Linked DNA regions of Mus musculus: regions 1 and 2 are each linked to region 3. The links are chromatin contacts, called in public promoter capture Hi-C maps. All regions are on one chromosome and are shown on one strand. The core of a region is the stretch at or near the end of the contact, and the rest is flanking DNA. Distances in the headings are between cores, read along the strand shown.

Region 1 (4,133 bases), core at 1,401-3,900, 3.7 Mb before region 3:
AAATTTGTGTTAAACCTAATTATTGACCAGCATCCACAATTTCAAAGACATTTCATAAGGTATGGGCTTCTTCTTTTGCAGTATTTGAGGCAAGAAGTAGTACGGACCCATCCTTCCATAGGCTCTGACACTGTAGCCAGAGCATGCCCACGGTTCCCTATGTCCCGTCCCACCCAGCTGGCTCTGGGTGTTCTGCTACCCTTGGGAAGCCTGCGAGGTTCTGGCCCTGACCTCTGCCTTCCTAGACAAAGAACATTAGAAGTAACAGAAACCAAATTGAGGGATAATGAGTCCCTCTGACCATCCTGCCTGTGTGACAATCCATGTAGGCCTTGTGTCACTCAACTCATGCCTTGTGGGGTCCCCATTTTTCTGTGACTGCAGCTTGTACTCCGAGAACCTGGACACAGAGGCTGGACCCTCGAGTACTTTGACAGAGCCCAGGGGAGGATTCACGGGGTCGAAGTCCCTCTGTCTATGATGGAGTGGACCTTGTAGCCAAGCCAGTTTAGTAGCTGCTTCTGCAGAGCAGAGGCTGGGCTCTGGGTAATGCAGAAGTGGGTATTGTCACCATGGTGACACACCCAGAAAAGACAGTGAGCATTTCCTGAGAAGAAGGAGGAGACTGCCCACACTTTCTAGTGGCCTTTGACCAAAAATGGATGGAGTTGAATCAGGGAACCCTGAGCAGTGGGGCTCCCTGAGATTGGCTTAGCGCTGCCCTTCAGGCCCAGGCAGCTCTCGGCAGTCCAGGTTAAACTTTGATACAGGTCCTAGTCTAGGGTATACCATTTCCCTGGAGCCACAGCCGTGGAAGTCGTGGACCAGGCTGCTCCTAACGGGCCCCAGCTGGGCAATGGGCAGGTTTGGAGTATCCCCCTGAGGGAGGGACAGATATTCCTAGCCATTAAGTCTAATATATACCTGACCTTGACATGCTGGGAATCAGCTTCTCTTGGCCAGGGCCACAGATGGCAGACTGTGGGTCATAGCCTGTAGATTACATACATGCACAGGACTGGGGAAACTATGACATTTCAAACTCCTTCCTGGAGTGCTGAGTTTCTATGGACCAGGGTGGCACATGGGAGGAAGGACATGAACCCTGGCACACACACTCAGCTTGGGGACAATGTTTGGCACTTCTGGAACTCAAGAGGATGGAAATCGAGCTACTCACCTCCAGGGCCTCCCATGGGAGACCGGCTCACTCCTGATAGCATGTGCTCACCAGCTGCAGATCATAGCTCCTCTGGACCAGTTCACAGGAGCCACACTCATTCACTGGAGAAGCAGGCTTTTGATGGGGCCTTTTGGCTGGGAGCTTTGTGGTGATAGGAGGGCACCCTAATAGGTTGAGAGAGAATGGGTCAATTGATGACCACAAGGACACCAAAGGCACGGTGCAAGGGTAGGGATATGTGTCTCTCTGAGGAAGGTGGACCTGGGAGGTGTGAAGAATGGATGCACAAGTTGGTTCCAGGAAGCCAGCAGTCTCTATGACAAAGAATTCAAGGCTCTGAAAAGCCAGGCCATTGTGTGCCTGTTCCTCAATAACTGTATCAAACCTCGGGACCGGGCTGTTTCCTTATACCTGGTGCTCCTGATTCATCTGGGTTGGGACACAACAACTGTACCCTGAGGGGAAGCCACCTTCCTCCACCTCCTCATTGAAGAGAGAGGCTGGGCCAAAGATGCTTAGAGAAATAGCTGGGCTGGGCAGTGGTGGCGCACACCTTTAATCCCAGCACTTGGGAGGCAGAGGCTGGCGAATTTCTGAGTTCAAGGCTACCCTGGTTTACAGAGTGAGTTCCAGGACAGCCAGGGCTATACAGAGAAGAGAAACCCTACCTCTGAAAACCAAAGGGAAAGGAAAAGAGAGAGTGTGTGAGAGAGAGAGCAGGGTACATTGGGGTACGAGGAGGTCACCCTTCGTCAGAGTCCTTGAACAAGTCCCACCATTGCACTCCTCTGTCCCCTGGAAAGAACTGAAGGGAGATAATTTCTAAACTGTAGCATGGGGGAAGTCCTTACCCCTACCCAAGGTCCTGATGGGGTCTCTGCCCTCTACCACCCCACCCACCCACAGGCCCTCCGGACCCTGGTGCATCCCAGCCGCTGCTCACCTGGCTGCTGCTGCCCCTGCTCCTCCTCCTGTTCCTGCTTGCAGCCTACTTCTTCAGGTAGGAGTGTCCCCAGGCGCTGACGTGCTCTCACCAGCTCCTATGAGGAAATGAGTGTGCTGGAGGCTGGGGGTGTGGGCCCAAACAGCTCAGACAGCGGCTGGCCAGGCCTGAGCTGCCACACAGCTCAGCCATGAGCAGCAGAAAGAACTTTTCCCGGCTCACCTGGTGGGTATCACCACACTCAGGGCTTGGGGGTTCCCGCGGTGCTGAGACCTAACACATCTTGTGTGTGCCTTTAAGGTTCCGGAAGCAGAGGAAGGCCGTGGTCAGCAGCAACGACAAGAAAATGCCTAACGGGATCTTAGAAGAGCAAGGTATTGTACACTGGGCTTGGTACAGCGGGCAGGCATGGGGCTGTCACTCAAGCTTGCCACTCTCTCCAGCTCCTCCTGGGCTCACGCTGTCACTTGCTAGTAACCCAGAATCTCTGTTTCGGAACTTAGTGTGAGAGGTCGTTTTTTCCCTGCAAGAGAGCGGATGTCTGAGACATTTCAGTTTGTGAGGTTTTTTTTTTTTTTTTTTTTTTTTTTAAAGAGACCACTCATATCCTGTCGGTTTAGCAGGGCTTTGCCAAGTCACATTTCTCACTGAAGCCTTTGAAATCACCCCGTGATAGGGCTCTAACTCATGGTGAGGAGTGTTCAGATGTGACGGTACTACCTCAGGATCAAGCTGGAAAGGGCACTGCTCTGCCAGAGCTCATCGCTCTTGAGAAGGAGTGCCAGTGAGGGGACATGCCTAACTTAGATTCCAGCTGTGTCCTAACTTGTAAACGCTGCTTATGAAAGCTTGTTTTTCTCTCCTCTCTGTGTGGTTTCAAAGGTGCAGGCTCTAGCTGAGTCGGGGTGGCATGGGCTTCTAATCTCAGTATTCGAAGGCACTTGTTGAGGCAGAAGCAACACAGGTTCAAGGCCAGACTGAGCGACGTAACAAGATCCATCTTCAAATGGCCAAGGGACCTGGGGATACAGCTCAGTGGCGTAGCACCTGCCCAATATATGCCGAGCCCCTGGTTTTTAGTGACGATTTAAAACACAAAACGCTGGCTCACAGCAGTGGTTCCAGCTTTCTGTTCTAACTTCCTGCAGAGCTTTGCCTGCCTTGAGGTAACGTGCATGCCGTCAGAACTCAAGCGACACTTTAGAACTCCCCCAAGGTAGTAAAGGAACTAACACAACCCCACAGATGGGAAGGCTATGGGCAAGAGAGGGCTCAGCTGAGCGGTAGCATTGCAGGGCTTGGGGGACCTGCACATCCGCATAGACAGGTCTGGTGCATCTGCAGTCTGCAACCTGCCCTTCTCGCCTCCCCGCACATCCCAAAAGCCAGTGCAGAGGGAAGAGTGTGGCTGGGAGGGGCAAGAAGGCAAAGGCTTCTACCAGCTCATCTGGCTGCAGCCGAAGGGTGTCTCAGTGAGCTCTGCAGGTGGGACAGGGCCTTTTGCAAAGGTGACAGCTGACTTATTCTACTGATCTTATGGAACCAGCTCCCTCTCTGTGAAGAGAGAAATGCCAGTCCCCAGCAGCCCTTTGTAGTGTCCTCTCCTCCCGTGCTTCAGAGATGGTTTGTTTCTCTGCATTGTAATGCATGTGATTTAAGGAAGCGGGTCTATGCATTGCCAAAAAGGGGAGGCTGCAAGACAGAGATCCTGGCAGTCCCCCCATCTGCTCTGAGTGTATACCCAGAGCCCTGTGATTACTCTTCTCTGGATCTAGTATCATGAAGCTGCCATGCCGTGCGTGGAAGGAACATAGGCTAGAGGGAAGGCTGAGTGGTGGGTGAGCTTGCAAGCAAGGTCAAGAATACGATGTCTATGATGGACAGGAATGCTGCCATCACTTGCTGAAAATAGGGTGTGTTGGGAAGGAGATGTTTGATTCAGTTGCTCAGAGCTGGGTTAGCCCCAGGGTGAGCGAGCGATTTGAGAGGACTGGTCCCCTCCCATTG
Region 2 (4,636 bases), core at 45-2,544, 3.7 Mb after region 3:
CATATGGGTCCTCCCTCATTTGTACCTCCTTATACTGGGAGCTCAATGCTGACTTTACGCCAGCCTTGACCTCATTTCCACTCATCTGTTGGACATGACAGGTCAGGCTGAGTCGGGTAGGAGGAGCCACCTAAGCAGGGAAATTCAGCACAGAATGATGGAGATAAGCTGCAAGAACACCCTCCTTTTCAGGGACAAGACAGTAAAGGTTAGCCCATTACCCCATCCATCTCAAGAAAAGATTCCACGGAGCTGGGTGGCTCTGGCTTGTGTCTCAATAAGTAAAAGGCAAGATGGCAGTTCACTTACCCCTGTGAACTGAGGATCAGGCTAAGCAACCTCCCGGACGCCAGGGGCAACCACCACTGTCTCTTTCCCTTTGTCTCCTGTCTGCGCCCCTCCCCCAGGCTGCTGGCATAGTTAATTGGCCACTAGAGGAGAGACGCCCTAGCCAAGATTCATGGCCCAGCTTCTAGCAGCCTCCCAGTAGGCTTATTTGTCGGTGAACCCCAAGCTTGTACTAGGACATTCTAGGTCTCCGCCACCTCTACCTCCCACGCCTATGCAACCTGTTCCGTGCTTGGTTGGTTTCTGGTCTGAGGAGCCCTTTATATCCTATGTTATGAGGTCCATGGGCACCAGGCCAAAGCTGTTGGAGGCCTGCTGCACAGCTTCAGAAACATAGGAAAGGAGAGGCGCATGCAGCAGCCCCATGGTGTCTCAGACTCTGATCCCTAAGGATACAAGAAAACAGCCCCACGCCTGGAGGAGGATTATGTGTGGCCTTGACTAGTAGGGGCGGCGTCCTGCAACTAAAGTGTCCGTTCCTGCGTCAGGAAGCACAGACAGGCAGAGCCCAGGATAGCGGCTTCGAATCTCTGAAGCCCCAACCAACCCACCCCAGGGACCACTACGTCTCTTCATGCCAAGAGCCAACCAGGACCTTGGCCCCGCCTCACTCCAGAAAGCCAACAAAGCACAAGACCCACACCACTTCCGCCCAGGGCCGGAAATGTCTAGGAAACTGGTTGGCGCTCACAGTGCGTGGTGACGCACTTCCTCCTTGTGTCGGACCCGGCCGGGACGGCTTCCGACAGGCGAAGCTGCAGGCCTCAACCCTTTGCGATTGGCAGTTAGCCCTGGAGTATTGTGGGAACCGTGGCTCCGCCTTTTCCTTTTTCGTCATTTCTGGGTGGGTTTCCGTGTGCGCTCCGGGTTGGCACGCTTGTTAAGGTTACAAGTCCCGGCTGACATTAGGCGGGAACCCATTGCCTTCTGGGAGTTGTAGTTTCTCGGGCGCTGAAGCCACGAAAATCTGATCGCCCGAGACTCGGTTTCCCAGGAACCCGAGCGAGACTGGACAGGACCGAATCCCGGGGAACTGGCGGGACGCTGCGAGAAAGGCGGCAGGGTATTGAGGCGTGTACGGACGCTGGAACGGTGAGCACTGGCCTCCCTAAGGCCGCGGCCAGGGCATTCCCGTGCCTGTTTCTGCCAGCCCTTCGTCCGGACCCGGGTGGCGCTTGTACCTAGAGAGGCTGCGCTTTACTGAGAGCCCGTGATGGGACAAGCAGCTGATGGAGATCTCCTGTCACCAGCATCTCCCAGTGCTCATCTATTGTATGTCCACACTGTTATGATCTCATGGTTGACTCTCTCCTTAACCCCACCTAACCTGCAGCTCCTGTATCTGTGCGCGCTAGGATACCCTTTAACCACCCAGCTTCGCGAGGCCTCCCGTCCGGCTGTGAGTAGAGGCACTTGACACATAGTGGAGGTGAAAGACGGGAGCCTGGGAGGACGGGGAGGGATGAGGCCTTAAATACACCCCTCACGGCGGAACTGGGACTGCTTCGCTACAGGTGGGACGGGTGTCAGGTCGTATGGCGGAGACAGAGGCTGGCCTGGAGGCTGATGAACCCACCGAGGATGACACCCTGCCTTCTGACACCGTCTCCCTCAGCGACTCGGACTCGGACCTTAGCTTACCTAGTGGTGTGGAGGTCCAAGTGTTGTCCCCAGAGAGGCTTTCGGAGGAGGGCCAGGAGGACTCCGGCCCTGAGGACCCTCCATCGCCCCCCACGGGCACCCTCACCACTGCAGTGCAGCCATTCCACCTCCGAGGCATGAGTTCTACCTTCTCCCAGCGCAGCCACAGCATCTTTGATTGTCTGGAGAGTGCAGCCCGGCAGGCACCGTGCTCTGCTCCCCAAACCAGTGTGAGTGACAATGGCAGCTTCAGGCGGCCCGTGACTCCCCCAAGTCAGACTCCAGCAAGGGGCCTGAGCAGAGTGCATGGGAACACTGGCCCGACTAGGGTACTCCCAGTCCCTGACTATGTGTCACACCCTGAGCGTTGGACCAAATACAGTCTGGAGGATGTGTCTGAAGCCAGTGAGCAGAGCAATCGTGATGCTGCCCTGGCCTTCCTGAGCTCTCGAAGCCAGGTGTCCCACACAGACTATGTGCCTTCTTTCAACCAGGACCCCTCTAGCTGTGGGGAGGGAAGAGTGGTCTTCACCAAACCAGTGAGGGACAGTGAGGCTAGGGCTGAGAGGAAGAGGGTCCTAAAGAAGGGGGTTGGGTCAGGTGCGGGGGGTGAGGCCGCTGTGGAGCTAGCCCATCTCGCTGGACCTGAGGCTGAGGAATGGAGTGGCCACCAGGGACAGCCAGAGGTGGTGGTACCTTCAGAAGCTGCCCATCCTGAGTCCTCATCAGGCCCCATAGGTGTGAAGGCTGTTGGTTTCCATGGCAGCAAGAAGCGGAGCAGAGACCACTTCCGGAACAGGGACGGTAACCCTGGGGGGCCGGGGTCTGAGAGAGGACCCTCAGTTTGACTGCAGTGCTATCACTCTACCCCTCACCTGCTAGTCCAAGTGGGAAGGTGTGGGCTGTCTGTGGTAGGGGGATGTGTGCAGCCGCTCTGGCAGAGACTGTGGGAATTGTGGGTCAGGGGACCTCGAAGGCCTTTGTGCCCCAGTGTTTAGGATGAATAATAAACGTTTGGAATATTTCTTGAATTGTGTGGCTTTTTCCGGGCCCCACTCAAAGAGTTCTGTCCAAACAGTCCTGGGCAGCCAACTACAGGACTGCATCTCTGGCAGCCTCACCTTGCCTTCCCCACTCCAGTGAGGACTGCCGTGAAGGTTTGCCATGGTCATTTACATTTGTCACTGATGAAACTACCCAGAGGGACTGGGCTCTTAGCTGTGTTCAGCCTTGTGCCCCTGATGGTAGTGAATGAGCATAATCTGCACAACCCACCCCCACCCCCACCCCCAGAAACCAATGCAGCCCCAGCACTGGGCCTGTACAGACCACAGGTTATAGGAAGAGGATGAGTTGTGAAGCAGCATATGGTTGGTGTCTGGCTGTGTCTCCAGGACTTGTGTGTGTAAGACACAGCTGATGCTGGGTCATTCCACTGAAGCTGAGCCAGAGAAGAAGAGAAGGATGCAGGGAGGATGCATGAGCGAATGTTTCCTGTGGAGGCCAGGGACTTGGACCAAGTTAGCTAGACCTGCTAAGACCCAGGTCTGCCCCAGCCTCTGTAGTCCCCATTCTCTGAGTTCCTCTAAAAAGGACCTGGATGGTCATTTAATTTGAGGAGCAGTGGAAGGAACGGAGATGCCTTTCACTAGGTCAGACAATCCTCCATATTCCCCGGGTGTTTGAAATGTCCCGTTTAGCCACCATTGTGGCCCAGTTTAGCTGATTTGAGGTGGTCTACAGGCTTTATAGAAAGTAAAGTAGCATTGGGTACCCTTGAGCAATATCTTGGGGTTTCTGCCAGAATGATCAGACAGATAATGCTGTGGGGGGTGAAAGATGGGAGGTAATTACAATAGATCTGAGTCCTGCCCTCTAGGAGCTGGTCAGCTAATGAGTGGGTCAGGGGTCAGAAAGAAACCTAGTGTTTAAGAGGTTGGCTTCTTAGGAACTCAGGGTAAGACAGGGGTTAGACCTAAATAGCCCCATCCAGGCAGATGGTGTCCTATGTAGGACTTGGCCAGATCCAGCTGTCCAGTCCAAGCCAGTGAAAGCTTTAGTGGGACATGAAAAATCTTGCCCTGCTGGAGAGGATACTTCTGAGGCTCCCGAATAGATGCCAAAGACATGAGTTTCATTCTCTTAGGAAGGGATGTCCAAGAAGTGATCTGTAGCAAGGCCTTGAAGACCATTTCTTGGGGCTGCTGGGAGTGGGGGAAGGTTGATGTGCCCCAAAAACTCGATGTGGCCAGGTCTGGGGCTCTAGAGCAAGTGGTTTCTCCATTTCAGGTGTCAGAGGGTGGCAAGCCAGACTCTAGGTACTCCCTGTCTCTAGCAGAGGCTGGCTGACTCCTGCAACCACAGTTCTGAGAGCCTGGGAGCAAGAAAGGGAGAAAGGACCCTCAGCTGGAGAGCCTCAGCTGGGGCAGGGCAGGAGTGAGGCAAGGGCCAGGACATGGAAAGTGGCAAGGCTAGCAAGGCCAGTGCTAGGCAGAGCCTTGGGACACTAAGGAACAGTGGCCTGCCGAGGGTAACCGACCTCTAGCACAGGTGGAGAAGGCAGGACCTAATACAATACACAGCCCGCAGCTTTGCTCTTGCCCTAATCTAGTGGCTGAAGGGAGGAGCCCATACCCATCTCATTCCC
Region 3 (4,115 bases), core at 279-2,778:
TTAATTCCGGCGGTTGTTAACCTCTGAAAAGTCCATCTATAGCGGGCGGGCAAGATGGCTCAGTGAGTAAGAGCCCTTGTCACCAAGCTTCATGACCCGAATTCAAATCCCAGAACCCATGCTATAAGAAGAGAACTGATAATTGCAACCTGTTTTCTGTAGCGTGTGTGTCTGAACCAATGCACACCATACATACAAACTAAATACAAAATTAAAGAATGAACCCACCAGAAGAACTGTCGTTGCAAACAGGGTTCTAGTATGTCTGTAGTACTGTTTCTTTGGATGCCTCCTCGCAGGCTACAGCGCAGCAGCCCCACTGGACAGGGCTTTCTGGAGGCCTAGACTAGCAAGGGTTACCCAGCTCACTATATGTTCCCTACCAGCCCCGTCCCACCTCCAGGAACAACTGACTCTATCTCAGAGAAATTTCTTGATTCCTTCTACATGTAGGACTGATTCTGTTCTTCTAACTAGCATACCTCCCTGCCCCCCACCTCCAGCTCTCTCTGGTGGCTAAAATTCCCGGACTGACCACATCCCCCACCTTGGGAACTGTCCTTGGGTGTGGCATGGGGGCCACAGCTGGCTATCCAAACACCTAATCTGAACTTTTTCTTTTTTAGGTGGGAGGGGCGGGGTATGGTCTCAAGCTAGTTTAGGTTGCTATGAGTTCAGGTTGGCCTCGAACTCATAGCAATCCTGCCACAACTTCCGAGTACTGGGATTACAGGAGTACATCAATACGCTTGCTTCTTAAAAGGATTTATTAGTTTTCTGTTTTTGGATGCCAACAGCTTTCTGTTTTGTAAGCAAAGTCCTATATAAGGAACTGGGTGGACGTGTTAGGAAATTGCAAAATCCCATACACTTGATCTGCAGACCCACTCTTTGCAGACCCAGAGCTGGGACTGGAGGAGGCTCCTCCTTAATTCTCCGTGGCCCTGCTCCCTCCCACGGTCCGCCTACGTCAGACTCCCCGTACCGGCGAGGGCCTGGACCCAGGCTGAAGACCGGTTCCACATCGGGGGGGGGGGATGGGGGGCCAGGACAGAGGTTCCAAGGATCTCCAGGGCTCCCAACAAGAAGGCGGGCTGTAGTCGTCCAAACTCGCGGCTCCTTTAAGAAGCGCTTTGGTAACAGGGTCGTGACGTCATGGGAGTGGAGGGTGGAATATGCGCGTAACCGCGGCAGGGCGGGGCAAAGCCAGGGGAGGACTCAGGGGCCTGACTGACAGGAATGCCCCATATGCCCGCCTCTCCCCTCCTCCATCTGGTGTTGGCTCCGCCCCACCCTAGGCTTAGCTCCTGTGAGCAGGCCCGCCCCTGCACAAACCCCACCCCCAGCCTGACTCAGGCTCGAGAACCCGCCCTTCCAGTGGACCCGGAGCCAGGGAGCCTAAGACCCAAGTCTGTAGATTGTGTGCAGGCCCCGCCCCATAGGGAGGCCCCACCCCCGGCGCGACCGACAGCCCCGCCTTCTAGGGTCCCACCTCCTGTGGGGCGGGACTTGTCCCAGCCGGAGTCGGCGGCGGCGGCTGCGGGAACTTTCCCGGCGGGTCTAATGGCTGCGCGCGGGCCGCTGTGAGGCGCGGCGGCGAGCGGGCGCGGGGCCGCGGAGCAGCGAAGAGCCGCGACCGCGAGGCTGGAGCCCCGGCCAGGCCCGGTCCGACCCGCCAAGCCCGCGATGCGCCCCTGTGCTGTCCCCCGGCGCAGCTGACGCCCCGCGGCCCCGCGAGACCCCAGCCCTACCGGCCCCGCAGGAAGCGGCCGCCGCCACCCAGTCCAGAGCCCGCTCCGCCCGGGCACCATGGCGGGGAAGGCGGCCGCCCCCGGCACCGCGGTCCTGCTGGTCACGGCCAACGTGGGCTCGCTCTTCGACGACGTAAGTGCCGCGCCGTCGGCTAGGGAGGGGCGGTTACGGGCTAGGAGTCTCCCAGCCCGGGACCCTGACATCCCCATTTTCAGTTGGAGACCCTAAATTCCGGCCCCTACAGCGTCTTCTATAGCCGCGGACTCCGGGCCAGTTGTCTTTGGGACGTGTGACTCTGATGCCCCCTACCCACAGCTGGAGACTCCGACCAGGATTTTCCCAAGCCCCAGACAGACCCTGACCCCATAGCAGGGGGGTACCCTAGGCCAGGAAACTTCCAGCTACACACTCGGGACCTTAACACCGCTTTTCTGGTACCCGAGGCCAAACTCGAAGACTCAGTTTTTGAACCCCTGTCTTAACCCATACTACAGGAACCCAGACTCAGTCCAGATCCTTGAATCCTGATGCTGGTTCCTTGCTTTGCTCCCAAGACAGCAAATCCCTATCTTTTTCCTGCCTTGGAACTCCAGAGCCACAAGTACTGACCTGGAATTTTGACCCAGAATCCTGATACTTGGATGTCCTGGCTTCCAAACCCAAGCATACGCTGACCCCAGGTTTTCTGATTCACCCCCTGGCCCCCAGTCTCTGACTCTGATCCCCCAAGTCTGATTTCTGGTTCCAGAAACCCAGCTTTCAAAAATTTTGGTCCTGTTCCTCTCAACCCATACCACACTGACCCTGAACTCTGAGTCTCTACCCTAAAACCTCAGATCCTACACCTACTCTTGGCCCCAGAGTGAGGTCCCTGCCTCTAATTCTACACCCCATCTCCCATCCCCGAACCTTCCTCCCAATAGACCTCAGTCCCAAACCTTGAGCTCCATCATCTGAGTCCTGGTACCTATATCCCATCCCTTGGTCTTGTCTTCTGAGGGGCCTGAGGCGTGAGGCACCTCATTTTGCCATGTAACTTGCAATAGCACTAGTTCTCAAATGAGGTAGCTCTCTTCAAGCCTTGGGGGACTTTATATTCCTGTTTACTAAATGAGAAGGTGCTGAAAAGCTCTTCAAGGCCAAAAATGATGCCAAAGGCCTTTATCTTGTAGAACGGCTTCTCCAGTCCCACCCTGGAACCCTGGGCTTTCTTCTCCTCTGGGAGGCAGAAGGGAGCTGAGGCCTGGGGCACTGGGAGCTCCCTGGAGCAGGCTGGGGCTGACCTAGTTCAGCATTGCAGCCATGGTGCCACCCCGCTGTTGGTACTTAAACTGCCAACCCAAATAAAGCAGGATGCGGCTCCAAGTGGCATGCTTGTTGAAGAAGAAAGGGTAATGCCACAGATGAAACCTTGGAGCCACTGACTCCCCTTCCTCCCTCTCCACCCACCCCCTTACCTAGGTGAACAGTCGGGATGGTGCCAGGGCTTGGATACAGGCCTGATGTAGATTTCAGGCGAGGGTCCTGTTTCCTTCCTGGCAGAGAGCATGGGAGAAGAGTCTCACAGAGCTGGGTTCACAGTCAGCGTAAGCTTGGCTTTTATTAGTAAAAGGCAGGCGTTACTGCTATATTTTGTTATTTTCACTTACAGACATGCCAGTGTTTTAGTTCCCTGCTAGAGAGGCGCTGTCTGTCCGCTCAAGCAATGGACAACTTGCTGTAGTTTCACGTGTGATCGTTTTTCCACCAGGGCCTGTATATTTAGCACTCTATTCTAGGCCTTCCAGTAACATGTCACTGTAGCGTGGTTTTTGTTCGGATGATTCAGATCCGTTAGCTGTGGCTTCAAAGCCTCAGAAATGTCAGGAAAATTAGGCATGGTGGGGCACTTTCATCTCCAAGGGAAAATAATTTTGCTGTGAGAAACATTCTTTCTAGTAATTTTTGATTTCTGAGTTCTAGAGTTTTTGTTGTGTTTCAATTGGATACGTACATACTTCTTTCCGCTGATATTAAAGGGGGTGACTTAATTCACCCTCTTTATGTATAGAGCCCTTACATAGCTCTCACTGGCCAGGTACTTAGAGTGTGGACTAGGCAGATGGCTCTACCTGCATCTGCTGGGATTAAAGGTGGTATAACCACCATGGCCACCTTAACCCACTTTTTAGCAACATGGTATCTGAATTTTTACTTGTTTTCTTAAGGCTCTCTGAAGTTTTACACTATATTTATATCGCAAAAGAGTGTCTGTCTTAATGAATTGTACCTAAGTTAATTCCAAACCAGTCCCCAGGGACAGGCATGCCCTCAATGGAATGACCAAGAAGGGCACACTCATATTCTGTGGCCTGCTTCCTTGG

Evidence for each region. Promoter capture Hi-C pulls out the DNA fragments that hold promoters and counts their contacts.
Region 1: a promoter capture Hi-C map of pre-B cells shows a contact between it and region 3. The contact joins the promoter of 5830432E09Rik here to the promoter of Inpp5a in region 3. A contact is called at or near these places in 1 of 39 promoter capture datasets (pre-B cells) and 1 of 484 Hi-C or Micro-C datasets (neutrophils).
Region 2: a promoter capture Hi-C map of pre-B cells shows a contact between it and region 3. The contact joins the promoter of Tssc4 here to the promoter of Inpp5a in region 3. A contact is called at or near these places in 1 of 39 promoter capture datasets (pre-B cells) and 1 of 484 Hi-C or Micro-C datasets (CD4 T cells).

The regions. Positions count from the first base shown.
Region 1 is chr7:135,649,664-135,653,796 of GRCm38.p6, forward strand. It overlaps 5830432E09Rik (RIKEN cDNA 5830432E09 gene), which reads right to left and starts at 2,651. Exons shown (of 3, transcript NR_015548.1): 1 at 2,127-2,651; 2 at 1,181-1,347. It overlaps Ptpre (protein tyrosine phosphatase, receptor type, E), which reads left to right. Exons shown (of 21, transcript NM_011212.3): 4 at 2,090-2,183; 5 at 2,427-2,500.
Region 2 is chr7:143,068,074-143,072,709 of GRCm38.p6, forward strand. It overlaps Tssc4 (tumor-suppressing subchromosomal transferable fragment 4), which reads left to right and starts at 1,295. Exons shown (of 3, transcript NM_020285.2): 1 at 1,295-1,440; 2 at 1,682-1,777; 3 at 1,863-3,014. The coding sequence starts at 1,884. The coding sequence ends at 2,837. It overlaps Trpm5 (transient receptor potential cation channel, subfamily M, member 5), which reads right to left. Exons shown (of 25, transcript NM_020277.2): 25 at 3,456-4,363. The coding sequence ends at 4,275.
Region 3 is chr7:139,387,581-139,391,695 of GRCm38.p6, forward strand. Inpp5a (inositol polyphosphate-5-phosphatase A) reads left to right here and starts at 1,529. Exons shown (of 16, transcript NM_001127363.1): 1 at 1,529-1,884. The coding sequence starts at 1,810. It overlaps Gm46004 (a long non-coding RNA gene), which reads right to left and starts at 1,567. Exons shown (of 2, transcript XR_001778314.2): 1 at 986-1,567.